Regions from separate parts of the Gossypium hirsutum genome. Here all the other regions are linked to region 3. Evidence: chromatin contacts called from public Hi-C data. All regions are on one chromosome and are shown on one strand. Each heading gives the region's core, a stretch centred on a gene start, on an enhancer-like site or on the middle of the called end of the contact. The rest is flanking DNA. Distances are from core to core; before and after follow the strand shown.

Evidence for each region. A called contact is a pair of places that touch in the nucleus more often than the background predicts.
Region 1: a contact with region 3 is called in a Hi-C map of leaf, with 1.6 times the contacts expected there. The contact joins the promoter of LOC107928749 here to the promoter of LOC107931617 in region 3. A contact is called at or near these places in 2 of 34 Hi-C or Micro-C datasets (both in leaf).
Region 2: a contact with region 3 is called in a Hi-C map of leaf, with 1.9 times the contacts expected there. The contact joins the enhancer-like site here to the promoter of LOC107931617 in region 3. A contact is called at or near these places in 5 of 34 Hi-C or Micro-C datasets (all in leaf).

What each region holds. Positions count from the first base shown.
Region 1 is chrA12:4,169,386-4,172,866 of Gossypium_hirsutum_v2.1, reverse strand. It overlaps LOC107928749 (glycine-rich RNA-binding protein GRP1A), which reads right to left and starts at 1,264. Exons shown (of 2, transcript XM_016860007.2): 1 at 874-1,264; 2 at 1-584. The coding sequence starts at 987. The coding sequence ends at 213.
Region 2 is chrA12:4,271,824-4,275,078 of Gossypium_hirsutum_v2.1, reverse strand. No RefSeq gene overlaps it. Among protein-coding and RNA genes, the nearest start is that of LOC121210829, 12 kb to the left of the region's middle. Within about 2 kb of position 1,623, at least 4 of the 9 cell types and tissues checked have an H3K27ac peak or open chromatin away from gene starts, as enhancers often do. A contact at or near this core is called in leaf, where this site is marked.
Region 3 is chrA12:4,017,430-4,020,817 of Gossypium_hirsutum_v2.1, reverse strand. LOC107931617 (probable receptor-like serine/threonine-protein kinase At4g34500) reads left to right here and starts at 1,482. Exons shown (of 7, transcript XM_016863557.2): 1 at 1,482-2,230; 2 at 2,698-2,802; 3 at 2,893-3,015; 4 at 3,383-3,388. The coding sequence starts at 1,695.

The sequences.
Region 1 (3,481 bases), core at 15-2,514, 150 kb before region 3:
CCATTGTTTTTTGTCACATAAACATCGGTCAAAAACGAGAGAATCCAAACTGCTACAAAACAACAATAAAGCACCAATATTTGAAACACGTCATCATCCAACTGAAAAAGCAAAGCCCAAAGCCCACTTAAATGCTAACCCTACGACCCTAAGTCTTCCAGCTCCCATCAGACGCTCCGCCTCCTCGAGTAACGAGACCCACCATCTCAGCGTCAACCTCCATATCCACCACCGCCACCGCCGCCATATCCGCCACCGCCTCCGCCATATCCGCCACCACCGCCTCCGCCGTCATATCCTCCACCATTCCCGAATACACCCTCACGACGGCCACCTCCATAGCCTCCTTCACGGCGACCATATCCTCCGCCTCCTCCACTTCTTTTGTAGCCTCCGCTTCCTCCTCCGTATCCTTCACCGCCGCCTCCACCGCTTCGGCGTGATTGGGCTTCGTTTACGGTAATGTTCCTTCCGTCAAGATTCTGACCGTTCATTCCTTCAATAGCGTCTCTCATAGATTTCTCGTCACGGAAAGTTACGAACCCAAAGCCTCGGGATCTTCCAGATTCACGGTCATTGATAATCTAAATAAGAAACGAAAATCAATTAATAAAAAAATCAATATCAGAAGAAAGATGCAAAGAGAAGGACAAAAACATAGATTCGTCAGAATCGATCGATCTTTCGGCCCAGATGGAATGAAGACAGAACGTACCGGTGAGAGATTATAAAAGAGAGAAGAGTAACAAGAGAGTATCAAGTAACAAGCAGTAACAGAAAACAACAGATCAAGGATCACAGATCATAGACAGGGAGGCCCGGATTGGGTCGGATCGAGTCAGATCTGGAGTCCGATCTCTGCAACAAACGGACCTTCGATTCGACGATCTCGCCATACACACTGAAGGCTTCTTCGAGAGCCCGGTCATCGGTGGCCCAAGCGAGCCCTCCGACGAAGCATCGGTACTCAACATCAGCTGAAGCCATATCGGAAAACACTAGGGAGAGAGGGAATGAAGAAATTGACGATACAAAGGGGGGCAATAAACCATGGTTTTATAGCGAGTGTTTATGGTTGGTTAACTGTCATGACAAATTGATTACTCTCAATGTGACTACCCTATCCTATCCTCTCTTGGAACTTAGCTCTGTATTACGTCATCGGAAAACCAAATTAGTTTTATATAAAAAGAATTAAACCAATGAGTAAGAAGTAAACTTAATTCTCAGCCTTCTATACAACTGCTTTCTTTACACTCTACACCGTTTATCTGGATTTGGTGTAATTCTTTAAATCATTATACCACATAGGCGTTGACTTTAGTTTAAATTTAATATATAAGATTTTAATTTAATGTAATTATATATATAAAATTTGAACTATGATTCATAAATATACTTAAAATTTTTATGTAATTCAATTGTACACGTTTAAATAAATAAATATATATAATTATTTGTATATACAATATATCAATGTAAAATGGTAGTGAATTGTTAAAAATGAAATGAATCAAATCAAATCAAAATTTCATGTATAAAATCGCACAAAAATAAATTTATATATGACATTGCACATTAGATCAAAGTTCATATATAAATTTAATATTTATCCTTATTTGAGAATTTAACTGATTAAATATAATTTAAATTTTAATCAACTAACCTTAAACTCGATAGTTATTGTGATCAAAGTTTAAACAACAATTCGAAAAGGGATAATTTAATATAATTAATTAATTTAAATCCAAAATTTAATTATAAATGTCGACTTTTAAAAGAAATTACCCTAAATTGGAAACCTATAAATAGGTGAAAGCAAATGATAGGTTTTCACTATAAATCAATATTACAACTATGTTACATTCTTCCCTTAGTTGTACGTAGCTAACCTCTAGGATACATTTTCTAATTGTACCGGAATGGCATCAAAAGCAATACATGTTCCTTGAGAAGTAACAACTTTGGAGTATTCTCTTGTTGTTAAGGCTCGCGGTAACATGAGTTTAGTGTGCCTCACAAGAGAATCAACTAGCAATTAAAGGATGTTGGTTTTTATCATGCAAGCCAAATAAGAAGAGGTACTTTTCTCTCAACAGTCATATATGCTTGATTGAACGATGGGAAATTTCAAACCACATACTTATATATTCTATGTTGCGAAGTGATAATATCGATAAAAGATGTAGCATTACTAACAAACTCTTAGTGGACTGGTGTCTTGTAATAGGAAACACTTAATTTAATCTACAATGGGTATTAATTCAAGCATTCAAAATAGGCGTTGACCTTCCATCATATTACATCAATCATATGGTGAAGATGGTTCAATTGGAGAATGCTTCGAGAATCTCCTAAAGAACGTGACACCTAATGATTTTGATTGCCATGCTAAACCATACATTCTACACTTGATCAAAGGTGTATTGATCAAGGTAGTCAATGCCACACCATTTTTCTACTAGAATTGATTTGTGTCATTTTTTTAAAAAAGGTTTATTTGTGCCGGCCACCGTGCACCGCTGTCAGAAACCGAAGAATATCGAGTTCTCTGATGACAGTTGCTCACCGAAAAGTAAAGAAGAAGGTAGAGGATGGTGGAGAGAAAATTACATCCAAAATGAATCTAGATAAATAGTTGTCTATTTAATTCTAAACAAGTAAAAACTATAAATAAAAATACAAAATACAAAAAATATTAAATAATATTTGAATCTGGATATTCATTTCATTCTAAATAGGTGTAAAACTATAAAAAATAGAAAATATAAAAAATTAAATAATATTTGAATTTTGATACACATTTATCCATTTCATTTTAAACAAGTGTAAAACTATAAAAAAATAGAAAATATACAAAAATATTAATAATTATTTAAAAATTTTAAAAAAAATTAAAGTATGAAACAAAAATTAAAGAAACGATTGGCATAAAAATGCAAATATGAAAAAAAATAAAAAAAATAAAAAAAATTAAATAGTTTGAATTTCAAATTTGCAAGTTGATAATATTCACATAAAAATATAATTTAATTTTTACTATATTAATAGAAAACAGGGTTTATAGTTCTTATAATTTTTATATCTATTTTTAGAATTATTAATATATTTTTATAATTTTTAAATTTTTTTAATAGTTTTGCACTCCATAATGAGTTTAAATAATCATATGTTTAGGTTCAACGGAACTTGAACAATCATTAGTCTAGGCTCATTTTAGATGTGCATTTTATTAAGTTTATAGTTTTTTATTATAAATTATTGTTGTTTTTTAATGCTTTTCATATTTTAATTTCTTAGAATTTTTAAATAATTATTTATATTTTTTATAATTTTTAATTTTTTTTTATAATTTTAGACTCATCTAGAATGAATCTAAATATATTGTTATTGAGATTCAAATAAAACTGGATAACTAATTGTTTAAGTTTATTCCAGATGTAATTTTTATTAATTAATTTTATATTTTGTAAACGAATTG
Region 2 (3,255 bases), core at 374-2,873, 250 kb before region 3:
GACGTTGAATTATTTTCCGCTCAACTTAACACCAACATAAAAATATGTAATTATATTTTTATCGAGAATCAACATAAATAATTTTAAAAAGCGTCGAATAATGTGACTTTATATATACAAAATTGATCGAAATGTCAATAATTTGTATTATAAAATTAGAGAAATATGTAGCTCCATTGATGGGACTATGAAGAAATGGAAGGTAAGGGGTAGTCGTAATAAGTAGATATAGTATGGAAGTGGTGGGTACAAGTCCAGAGAGGATGAAGGCTACTTCCATTATCATTCCAAAAGAAACTTGAGGGGGGCCTTCCCCTCACCCCTCCTTCCCATGTACTTACACATGAACTAATACTATAACTAAGGCCAAATGGGCCCTCTCTTTCTCTTTCCTTCCATCACTTCCTCTCTACTCTATTTATTACAAATACTAATTTTTATACATCATCTAAATTAAAATGGGTCTATTTGGATATACGGTAAGATTAATTATTGTAATAGTAATAAGAAAAAGAAAGAAAATAACCAGTAAGGATATTATTTAAAATATTAAATTATTTTCTATATAATATTTTATTTTTAATAAATAAATAAAAATTAATAATAATATTGTTTCAAACTATTTTTTTATTCTTTATTTTTAGTTAATTTATATTAATTATATAGTAATAAATATTTTCATTAGCTTATTAAAAAACTTGTATATTTATTTTTTATTATTTATATATGAAATAATCACTTGATGATTTGTAAAATAATTATACAAAATTTAAGGGAAGTTTTAAGGCAAAAAATGAGGAAATTATGTGCCAAAGCTCAAAAGAAACGAACAAAAATGTAGGGATATAATAGACCATGAAAGACTGGTGAGAATGAAAAGGCAGACAGGAGGATGAAAAAATTGAGGTGCTAAACACTTAGCACGCCTCACTGGAGCTTACTGATAAACTTTTCGTATATTTAAAATTTAATTTTTTTTTATTTTTTAAAATTTAAATCTAATTGTTAAACTCGTTAAAAATATTTTTATTAATTTAAATAAAAGTTGGGGTTATTGGTCAGTGAAACGTCTTTGTGGCAATGTGGTCCAATCATATTGAATGGTTTACAAAATTTTCAGCTTTCGGCTTAGTCCATAGCGATATACATACGCCAACTCTTTTCATTAGAATACATTTGTTAGAGGAAGCACTCAATCTTTCCCTCTTATGCGGTTATGCCTGCAGTAACCCCCCGAAAACGAGGTGTCCCCATTCAAAGGCGGCCTTTCATACTTTGTCAAACTTAATTTCTAATTTTTTTTATTATAAATTAGTCTAAAAATAATAGAGGAAGGAATCTTAAATATTTAGATTTGATCTTTAATTTTTTTTAAAAAAAATATAAATAAATTAAATTAAATATCATACCCAAACTGAATTCAAGTTAGTAGCCAATACTGATGTGGTCTGAAAAAAAAATAATTATAGAAGGAGAGAGAGGAGGCGGCAATGAAAGATTGCAGCAGATCCGATGTAAAAGAGCGGATCCTAGTGAGTTGCAGGCCCCAACCCCTCTCCATTCTGAAGGCTTTTCAGAGATATCAATGGTGTTGGGATTCGCCTATACTCTTATATCTTATGTACCATTCCACTACCCACTACCCACTACCCATTAGGACACCAAGGGGTTTTTTTTCTCTCTCCAATTGTTCAAAGAAATAATCCTAGTTTTTCAAAAAATATTAATTTTAATAAATCTAAAAAGAGAAGAGATTTTATGTAATAATAATATTATTTTTTTAATAATCTTACGCCACATCAATAATTTTATTTTGAATTTGATTTTTTATAGGATGAACATACTGATATAATATAAAACTATTAAAAAAGAAATATCGATGACATAACATCAATATTTCATACAATTATTTCCCATCCTAAAACAAATGTAATAGAACTTTTAGTTCCATAAATATACACATAACACTCTTCAAACTCCACGAGTTCCTTTGATCAAAGTACTATAAATGTCTCTGAATTATAAATTAGATTGTATTTTATTTTAATTATTCAAAAAATAAGTAAATTAATTTTTATATATTAAGCCACAAATTAAATTAGTCACTTTTATTATTATCTATTCTTATAGTTAAAAATTAGCATAATTAATAAAATAATTAAATTATTGCCATGTATATTTCATTCTAATATATATGAATAAACTTTAAATAGTAAAAATAAATATAATTTTTAATAAAAATTAATTTACTTATTTTATAAATAGAGGAAGTAAAACTCATAATGTGACCTAGTTTTGAGTGCATCTACTTACATGGATGTCACGACTGTGCCATTTCCTTTAATTTGCCTTGTTTTAAGTAATAAGTTTTAAAGCCGTAAAGCAGAACTTCTCTGCGTATCTTAGGCAGCTTTTTCAAAAGGTCTGTCTGATATACACAGTATTATTAGTATATAAAAGCTGCATGTCCAAACGTATCCAACATTTTTATATCTTAAAAATTTATAGTTAAAATATTTTACATTTAATATACTAATAATGTATATAAATTAAAAATAAAGGTGATTAAATTTAATTTTAAAACATTTGATAAAATGATATTTTAAATATGGACAATATATTAATATGTACCGAAATTTGAAAATTCTGAAAATGGAAACTTTGTTTGAAACCTAGATATTTTATTAGATGATGAGATAGGTATGGAGTTCTTATTTTTAAGGGTAATCTATAAAAATAGTTATTTTTATTTGCTCCAAGTTACATTTTAGTCATTTATGTTTGAAATGTTACGTTTTAGTCACTTATGTTATTATTTTGTTACGAAGTGATCACTTTACCGTTAAGTTCCGTTATCTCTCTAACGGTAATCCTACGTGGCAGTCAAACTAGATTTTAGGTACTAACTTGAATTTCTAAATGTGTGAAAATAGATTTTTAATTAAAAAAATTAATTAATTAAAAATTTTAAACCTAAACCTTAACTAAAAAAGCTATTCATCTTCTCTTTTTTATTTTTCTTCCATCTCTTCTTCTTTTTTAATGATTTTTTTTATTTGACTAGAAAAACTATTATTAAGATCAAAATAGTTGAAATTAAATTGACCACTTCATAAAAATGGATTCAATTGAGGGTTCAGGTATATCTTTTTTGCATTCCTCTATCTCTTTTATTCAATACTAAAAAAAAAGATTAAATTTTTTTATTGTTTAATGAAATCCCTAAACTAAAATTCTTGAAATTAAAAATCGGTT
Region 3 (3,388 bases), core at 233-2,732:
CTATCATAAAAATTGTAATTTAATTTCTGCTCCTTAAAATAAATTTCTGAATTCACTCCTAGTTCGGATATATATTTGTTATGTATTTGTTTATTTGTGTATTGTAATGATTAACTCTAATTAATTTAGATTAAATTACATCTATGCAAATATATTATACATTTATCCAACTACTTTCATATTAAATAAATATAACATAATGATTAATGTTAGTCGTAGTTATTTGGAGTGTTTATTATAATTATGATTTCATTTGTGGATTGTAATTATACAAACATATTATAAGTATATCTAACTATTTTTATGCTAAATAAATATGTAATAAGTAGACATATCTAAATGATGCAGCGTAGGTAATCTATTAGGTAGCAAGTTTACGTTAAGACATTCACTTTCAATCTGGTCAAGTGTTTTAAAGAAATGGTTATTGTTCAAATCTCCAAAGAATTTTGGTCGGCTTATTTGTGATTTACGTAAAACCCTAATTGGCCATTGCCCCAGGAAATCAAATCTTCTTGTTTTCTTTGATTTCTGTTTCCAAATTAATCACAAACACACCTTTGTATTTATTTCTCATTTTAACATCCTTGGATTTTAACTATAAGAATAAAATATTAGTTTTGCGAGTGAAAAAAATTTATATAAAAATTATATATTAAAATCAAGTGAGAAATTTGATAAAATGATTTTTAAGTTAAAAATTTAAGAAAATAAGTGTAATAAGTTGAAATCCTATTATCATTAAAAAAAATTTAAATTTTATGATAGTTTTGTTTTGCTTAAATTATGTATTTTTTGAATTTTTGATTAAAATAGTAGCAATTAAATCCCTTTGATTAAACTTAATTATTGGTCTTGTACTATGTATATAGTTATAGATTTAATCCACATTCTCTAATTAGATTATTTTTAGACTCTATACTTTTAAAAATTTGAAATTTCAGTTTTAATGCAAATGACAGACGTTAATCCATTAATTGAATTTTTAGTGAGTATACATATGATAATATGTTTGCCATATCAGATTTTGAAAATAACAAAACATAACTTAATAAATTTAATAATTATCTTTGCTAAAGACTTAAATTTTAAAATTTAAAAAGTACAAAAACTAAAAATAACTAAATTAAAAGAACACGGACTAAATTCATAACTTTTGGTAAAGTACAGAGACTAATCGAAAATTTTAACCTATTATTTTACTAAGAAAATATGAAAAAACAAAAATACACTTGTATTAATGTTTACTTATTTATAAAAATAAAAATTATAATTTTTAAAAGAATTGAAGAGATTAATATAATTATAGATATAGATAAATTGAGAAAATGTTGATTCCAAATTCTGGAACTTTAGGCGTTCGATGCCATTTCCAGTCAAGTAGAAGTAAATAGATAGAAAGTCTACAGTGGCATTACCGTAATAAACCCGCATAAGCAAACCCAATTTGGTTACATCTCAACATCTCTCATGTCTACTTCACTCTTTTCCTTTTTCTTTTGTTTTTCTTTTTATCCGTTGAAGCTTGAAAACTCCTCTCTCTGTGTTTGGTTTTTTTTTTTTTTTTTTCCTTTCATTTCTCTTTAAAGCACAAAAACCCCTTAGTTCCCTAACTTTTCCCTTCTCTCTGATCTCTATTTCTGCTAACATTTCCTTCAACTTTCCCTAGAGAATTCCATCCCTCGCCGGAACCAATGCCAGTCACCGGCGAAACCGATGATGGCAACAATAACAACTCTATATCTCACATTCTTTCATACAAAACGCCCCTGTTCAACCTTAAGCTCTACTTAGTAATCTCAATCTTCCTGGTCTTTTTTCTTCTTCTATTCTCTTTTACGATCTTCCTCTGTTGCCGTTTAAACAGAAATGCCCGGAAACGGAAAGTGAAGCATAGCTCAGGTCTGATTCCTTTGGTCTCCAAAGAGATTGTGGCGATCAAGGCGTTGGATCAACATGCCGATTGCTTTAGAGACGAGGGCAAGATCGGAATCCTGGTTCCCAATAAGAGTAACGAAGGTGTCAGCGACGATGCCTCCGGAGCTAGTGACGTGTCGGCGGATGCTCAGAATATCGGGTGGGGTCGATGGTATAGCATGAGGGAGCTGGAGATGGCGACTCATGGATTCGCCGAAGAGAATGTGATCGGTGAAGGTGGTTACGGTATCGTTTTCAAAGGCATTTTGCAAGATGGTTCGGTCGTTGCTGTAAAAAATCTGCTTAATAACAAGTACGTAAAAAGAGCTTCCTTAAGTTATTCTTCTCTCTGTTTGTTTCTGGGGAAAAGACAACAGCAGTTTCTGGTAAACTCATTATATTGTTTATTCTTTTTTTTTTAATTTTTTTTTATACCTTCTAGATCCAAGACAGACTGTTAAAAGATCATGCTTTTGATTTTTTAAATTGCTGTTTTGACTTTAATCTACCTCTTTCAATCTACTTTTTAAAATTGTTAAGTAAAATTAACTACATCTCTTTGTTGCGTGGCGCAGTATTAGGAAAAGTAAAAAAAGAAATGGCTACTTTGTTCTTTATTGCTTTAAAATAAAATAATCAAACTGTTTTTCGTTTTCTTTGCTTTTACTTTGCCTCTCATTTCTTTTAATGTTGACTAGGAAACGGTAAGTAATATAAGATTTGTTTATTAATTTTATTTTAGTTATTGTTTAAGCGAAATCGCTGTTGCATTGTTAACAGGGGCCAAGCAGAAAAGGAGTTCACCGTAGAAGTTGAAGCCATTGGCAAAGTGAGGCATAAGAACTTGGTAGGATTAGTTGGGTACTGCGCTGAAGGTGCTCGAAGGTAAATTTTTTATATGCAACTTGACATAGACAAACCTTTGTATGTTTAAGTGAAAATGAACTGTAAAATACTAAATTACTATTTCTTCAGGATGCTTGTGTATGAATACGTCGACAATGGGAACTTGGAGCAGTGGTTACATGGCGATGTAGGTCCTGTTAGTCCACTTACCTGGGATATAAGAATGAAGATTGCGATAGGAACGGCAAAAGGGTTCGGAGTTCCCTCCCTTTTTTACCTTGCCCAGGCTCATGAAACATTATTTCTATTGCATCTGCCTGGAAAAATAAAAACTTTTACATGTGCAGTTGGATATCATCTTATGTGGGCATTACTTGCGTCCTTTGTGTCTGCTTAGAAATCTTTTTATGCTTAGTATCATATTGATTGAGAAGAAAAAGAAGCTAAAAGCTAAAAGCAGGAGAGGTTTCATCAAAACCTCCTATGCCCTGATTTTGTATCTTCATATTGTAAACTTTCATTAGTCTCTAATCTCAAAGTGGCATCTAGTTTTTGTCGTACTTGCATCCTTTTTCAGGTTTACCCTCCACTAATTATTATGTTATTGGTTACTTTGCAGGTTAGC